2 separate regions of the Mus musculus genome follow, and region 2 is linked to region 1. Evidence: chromatin contacts called from public HiChIP or PLAC-seq data. All regions are on one chromosome and are shown on one strand. Each heading gives the region's core, a stretch centred on a gene start, on an enhancer-like site or on the middle of the called end of the contact. The rest is flanking DNA. Distances are from core to core; before and after follow the strand shown.

The links. HiChIP or PLAC-seq counts read pairs in DNA pulled down with a chosen protein or histone mark.
Region 2: a FOXA1 HiChIP or PLAC-seq map of pancreatic cancer cells shows a contact between it and region 1. The contact joins the promoter of Sh3bp4 here to the enhancer-like site in region 1. A contact is called at or near these places in 4 of 39 promoter capture datasets (embryonic stem cells, hippocampal neurons and liver), 1 of 484 Hi-C or Micro-C datasets (cerebral cortex), 6 of 115 datasets of contacts at active chromatin or transcription factors (the NIH/3T3 cell line, astrocytes, differentiating embryonic stem cells and 3 more) and 2 of 9 other capture datasets (embryonic stem cells and liver).

Annotation. Positions count from the first base shown.
Region 1 is chr1:88,554,874-88,558,051 of GRCm38.p6, forward strand. It overlaps Gm19589 (predicted gene, 19589), which reads left to right. Exons shown (of 6, transcript NR_037971.2): 2 at 284-379; 3 at 1,452-1,902; 4 at 2,336-2,445. Among named protein-coding and RNA genes, the nearest start is that of Gm19589, 4.9 kb to the left of the region's middle. Within about 2 kb of position 1,753, at least 33 of the 459 cell types and tissues checked have an H3K27ac peak or open chromatin away from gene starts, as enhancers often do. A contact at or near this core is called in the NIH/3T3 cell line and pancreatic cancer cells, where this site is marked.
Region 2 is chr1:89,068,831-89,072,008 of GRCm38.p6, forward strand. It overlaps Sh3bp4 (SH3-domain binding protein 4), which reads left to right and starts at 1,585. Exons shown (of 6, transcript NM_133816.3): 1 at 1,585-1,767.

The DNA.
Region 1 (3,178 bases), core at 503-3,002:
TTTTATAGCAAGCCAGGCCCACTGGCTGTTGCCAGGTAACTGTTGGGCAGAGTCTAGAAGGAATGCCAACAAACAGTATCTTCTCTGGTCCCTAAGGGCTCATGACCATCTTATAATGCAAAACATATTCAGTCTATCTCTATAATTTTTATGGCACCAGCATTACTTAAAAATCTCAAGTTTATAGACTCAAGGCAACCTCTTAGCTATTAATATGAACTCCTGTAAGATTCTAAGACATTGCAATGTATGATGTCACATAATAAATGTTGTTTTCCAAAAGGGAGGAATGAAGCACAGAAATGAAGTGTATGATCTAAGCAAGACAGAAAGCCAGCAGGGCAAGCATCTTGTACCTCTGGGTCCACTAGAGTACAAGGTATGTAGTGGTGGGATATAAGGTCTGAATGTATTATACAACCCCCCTCTCTGACCTTGCCTGTCGCAGTCCACATGGCCCCTCTCGTAGGCTGTCTTAGCAGACTTTTCATATTCCTGGCATCCCTGACTTCCTGGGGTCTCAATTATAGTTCCTCACCTCAGCCTCTGAGAGACTGCTTGTGGGCCACCTAATCCTGCCATGTATTGTCTTCCTTCCCAATATTCCTTTTAAACCTCTGTGGAAATCTCCATGACCCTATAACTCTTGAATCCTAAATGGCCAAAAGACCAGGATCCCATATATTTGGCAAGATGAACCACCAGCTTAAAAAGTAACCAGGCTTCCTTAAACCACTGCACTATCAGCGTCTGAGTGACTGTTTATCTGACCATAGTGAAACAAACCTGAGAAAAGCCTAGGGGTGGTGCCACACACTGTGGGCTACAGCCTTCTACCCACATCAATCCTCAACCAAGATAATTCTCACAGACATGACTACAGACCAACTTGGTGCAGATAATTCTTCAACGGAGGCTCCTTCTTCCCAAGTCACTCTAGGTTGTATTGGGGTTGACAATTTAAAAAGAAACCATGACAACAACATCTTTCCAGGGCACACCTGTAACTTAAATTCACTAACTAGGCCTCGCCTTCTACTTTGAATTCACATTACTTAATTCATCAGGCAGGTGAGAACCCTCAGAATCCAATCACTTCTCTAAAGCCCATTAGCTGGCTAACAAATGTAAGCCATAACAATACTAGCCTTTGTTCGGGGAAGAGGAGAGAGGGGTGGGGGGAGAGAGAGAGAGGTTTCTTTTCCTTTTTTTAAAGATTTATTTATTTATTATATATAAGTACACTGTAGCTGTTTTAGACACACCAGGAGAGGGCGTCAGATCTCATTATGGATGGTTGAACTCAGGACCTTTGGAAGAGCAGTCAGTTCTCTTAACCGCTGAGCCATCTCCCCAGCCCGAGAGGTTTCTTTTCTATAGGAACAAAAATCAAGGACCCCTTGCAAAAGAATTAAGAACCAAAGACAAGAAGAAACAACTTTTCTTTTCAGGAGTTCTTTTTATGAAGAGGAAAAGCAATACAATAAAAGAAGTGATGGAGGATTGGATTTTATTAAGAACATATTGAGAGTGTTCCTGGGATTGGATGTTACGGGCATGGTAACTGTAGCTGGTGGAGAAAAAAGCAGACAGTGCCAGCACCTGAGGGAGGGCTGGCGTCGAGGACCGAATTGGAAGGGTTGATTGTGGCAATGAGACATCACTATGATTGGGAGTCGTGTAGCCCACAGCCTGGACAATTGCCTGCAGTATCTCTGCAACTTCCTGTGAGTCAGAGGACGGAGGGGAGAACAGAGGCAGAAGAGGGTGACTGAGCCAGCACACTGTCCTCTGCAGCTTTGGGAGTCACGCCTGTGTGTGCCCGAGCTCCGCCGCCAACCAGCTTCCCTATCTTTGGGCAAGCTATTTAGACGTTGTGGTTCCTTGCTTCATCATCCATAGGTGAGTCAAATAATCTATGTGCCACAGGGCAAGCATGCCAGTGACATAAGATGGTATATGGAATGCTCAGGGCCCAAGAGTTTAGGACATTGGCTACTGGCATCCTCCCTGGGTTGAGGCCACTCAGTGCAGTGGAAGGTGACTGCACGTAGCTGTCAACTGAGTAGAAGGGGTTTCCAAGACTAGGAGGAAGGCCAACTTTCAATCCACTGTTATTATATAGAGTGTTTGCACTCTACATGACTTTAAGGCCACAGGAATCAATCCCACCTTATTCATTCCTTCACATTTCTCTAGTCACAGCCGCCATAATATTGCCATGCTTAGAGAGTCCTTGGGAAAAATAAGGAAAAGAGCAGGAGATCAACTCAAGAAAAACTTCTTTAAATAGTCTCCAAACCAAACCCATCTGCCCCTTGCCTCTTCCTCACAGAGTCCACCTAGTGACCCTGTGGACCCAGGAGCATCAGGGCTCTGGACTTGAAGCATCTATTTGGCATAGTGAAAATCTACATGTTTTCTTCACTGGACTCTTTGGAAATGGTGAGACAATCTCCCCCATCACATTCCTTAACATTAGATCTCAAATTTAATTGCTTAGACTCAAATCTCCAGTGAGGGCCTCCTCAGTCCTAGGAGACTCAGACCAGTCAGTCTGTAGGATCTGGATCCAAAAAGTTAAGTGTAGGTGACATGCTATTAAGGTGTTGAAACTAGATTGGTCAGGATCACCCTGTCCACAGGTAAGGTGAGATAATTTATTCTTCCATCATTTTGGTTCCCGTTCTAGTTCATCACCTGCCCATGTCATCTGGGTGGCTCCATGTCTCTTCCCCTTCCAAAGGACTGTCTTGATGGAACCTGAGCTTTGTCTTGTGACATAGTTGCAAGAATCATGGGTAGTTTCCTCACCTTTGATACCCTGACTCATTCTCCTCATAAACATAACTTTTCTCCATTATGCTTTTAACCCCTATTCTACTAACCCAAATATAGTTTTCCCTCTAAATACAGTGAAGGCTAAAAGAAGAAATTAAATAGCCTATGTGAGGGACAGATGCAACAGGCACGTGTTCTCCTTCAGTCATTTTCCACGATGCCTCACGAAGGCTTATTGATGCACATCACCTCAGGGTACTGACAAGGAGCCTATGCATCCCATTAGCCTCTTGGAGTTTCTGCCATGGAAGTACCTTACCCTTCCTCAACTCATGTATGTTTCTTCTTCCCATTTCTTCAGTGCCAGTGTGCAGTGGGGCACACAGCACTCATTTCA
Region 2 (3,178 bases), core at 335-2,834, 510 kb after region 1:
TGGTTTAGACAGGAGACATTCGGAGTCACGGCAGTACAAATAGCTAATATTTAGTGATGGCTACTTTGTGCTAGGCATTCTGCTGAGGCTTATGCTCTGTATTTAATTTTCATACTCAGAGGCAAGTGACTCACACAGAGGCCTAGAGATCCCAGCACAGCAGGCTGGCTCCTGACACGCCCTCCAGTCTGGATGCTTTTGTCTCCTCCACCCCCACCCCCTCCAACCATGTAAGTCACTTGCACCTTCAGGAGACTGCTTCTTTTAAGGTCGACAGCTACACTTAAGGAGTAATTGTACTCGTTTCCATGTTCTAAGAGAATATGAAATTCTACCCTCTTAGCCTTAGGTTGACCAGTATGTCTACCTGACTCCACTAGGACTACATCTAGAGCGGGGTGGGGGTGGGGGTGGGGGAAGGCGGGCAGCCCGAGTGCAAGGGTGGAGTGGAAGGGGAGCATAAAGAACACGGGAGATAGAAAACTGGCTAGTATTCCGACTCTGAAGCCCTCTCCCATGTGATCTTGCCGAATATGATAATCTGTGTTAACGTCTGAAGTCACTTAGAAAATATAAATGGTATCTGTCGCCAGCGATGATAGTGAAGATGGACTCAGTGGGCTGCTGGATTTGGATCTGTGGCAACATTGAAGACATGATTGCCACTGGTTCCAAGTGGAAGCCTTCATTCCCTGGCCTCACCACCACAGCAGTCAAAGGCTGGTTCGACCTCACTGAGGCAATCAACCCCTACAGGCCTCTGTCTACTCCCGTGAGAGATGACTCATGAGCTTGGGCTTTTGCTCCGCTGCCTCGCAGTGTGTTCATTCACTGAGCTCGCATCGAGCGTCTACTTCTGTATGTGAGTCTGGGCAGAGGAAGTGTAACTATGCTGACATGTATTCAGTTGCAATCTGCCTCGCAGGCAGCTCTCCTCCACTTGTAGTTGTTCCCTAAGCTGAGTTTTGTTTGTTTTTTCTCGGTTTTACTGCTTAACCACTCCCGGGGGATCAGAGGCTTCCCCAAAACAGAGCACCGGAGGTCTCCATCATCTTTGCTCATTTCTGGGTCCAGGGGTAAAGATCCCGAGGCCCTAACCCCACTCTCTTAACTGGCGCTGTTAAGGAAGGAGACAAGGAGTGTTGGCGGGAATCGCGCCGGAGCACTGGAGGCGCCAGTAAGCCAAGCCGCTTCTTTAAGTAAATCAGCGGCTCAGTCGGCCCCGCCCCTCCGGGACATCCCGCCCCCTTCATCCAGGCCCCGCCTTTACTAAGAACTGCCCTCCCCCAGCTCGAGGCACAGCCCCTACTTGCTCCAACCTCATATTGACCACGCTCATTTGAGCACACCCCGCCCACTTTTGCCCCAGTATCGTCTAGGCCCCGCCTCTCCGACAAAGACTCCGCCTTGAGAGTGCGATTCCGCCCCCGGTCCCTACGCCCCAGCCTGAGCTTGACCCGCCTCTTCCTCGCTCCGCCCCCAGCTTTGGCCCCGCCCCTCCCGCGGTCTCTGCTTGCGCTCCGCCCTCCTGGAGCCCGCTGTTTGCGCCCCGGCCCCGCCCGCGCTCGCGCCCCGCCCCGGCCCAGACCACCTCTGCGCCCGCTGGCGGGGGCCGAGCGCTCTGGGCTGTCGCGGCGTCTGGGCACCTCACCACCTCTGCTGCCTCGATCGCTGAGGCCGCGGTACCGGGAGTCGCGCGCGCCCCCGGCCGGGTGAGCCCCACAGGACAAGAGAACCGCAGGACCCGTGGGGCGCCATGCGAGCCAGGTAGGAGCCTAGGGTCGGACGGCGCACCCTATCCCCGCGCGCGCTGTGGCTTTGGGCAGCATCCCGGGCTCTGGGGCGCGGCTAGCCTGGAGCAGCTCCGAGCCCCTTGAGCTCCCGGTTCCCTGCCCTCTGTGGTCACAGCCCGACCTGGGCTGCGGATCGTGGTCGCTAGGGCCCGGGGCGCGGGGAGGGCGGAGGGGGTCGCGGCGCCACCCGCGCGGTTCTGAGAAGGAGCGAAGAGAGCGCGGCTTTGGGTTAAACTTGGTGACAATGCACATTTCAACTTCTTCGGAGAGCCCTCCTGGAGGATGAAATTGAAAACTCCAGTTTCTGTCTTGGTGATCGAGTGACCGCGCAGCCCCGAGGTGACAGCGCTGGGGTGTGCGGGTGGGAGCGGTTAGGATAGAGGAGCGTTGTTCTGCAAGTGCTGTTTACCGTGAAGCCGCCCTGCGCCGCCCAGTGTGTCTTGTTAGAGGGTTTGGGGGCCAGGAGGCTCCCAGCTGGGATCTGGCGTTGTAGTATGCAGGTTTGGGGGGCTTAGCGGTGCGGACTGTGGGGCTGGCTGGCGCTGGCCCTTCCCGGGTGTGGGGCGCCTGCAGATGCCGCGCGGGAGGAGTGGCGGAGAGCTGGCTGGCCGCTCTGCGTGCGCAGAAGGTTGTGGAGCCTCGTGGAGCTATGAGATTTGAAAGGGAATACCATGCTGGGCTTTATTCGTGTTTATTCTTCCCTTGTTAGTGCATCAGATTGGTGTTCTGTGATTTAGCAGCAGAAATAAAGTTCGTATAACTTTTGCTCTGATTATAAAAGCAATGAGTGTCCAGAGCGGAAATAAACACGAGATCTACGCCGATCCCACATTCGTTGGGGGTGGGGGGTGGGGATGTCGCAGCCTTGTAGATTTAATCATTGAATTATACCTGGCGCCTTCTTGCCTAACCTCAAGAAAACCCTTGCTTGAAACCCTTGATTGTCTCGTGCCCAAAGTTTGGAATTTTTGACCTGCCTTACCACAAAGGCTGTTTCTGATAGTTATGAGTACCCTTTTGATGTACTGGGGTTTCCCATGAGATGGTGGGTACAGATGGAGAGAATGGTGGTGGGAGGGCCGAAACCTCAGCCCAGTCCGTGGTTTTGGTACCGAGCCTTGTAAAAATGACAGTAATGATTCTCAATCTGCTTCCTGGGCCAACCATAAAAATTAATGGGTGGTTTGCAGAGCGTTTTTGGCATCCTTAGATGGACAGCGGCTGTATTTCAATGTGCTGGGGAGCATTTAGCTGTTACACAGTGTCATCTAGGTAGCTAGGTAAAACAAGCTACCTAGAGCTTCGCTACCCTGCCCAGGAAGCAAGATCTAGGCAGGCCCTAGGGATCCCAGAGCACACTCCTATTCTCCTGTTGGTGCTGGCTA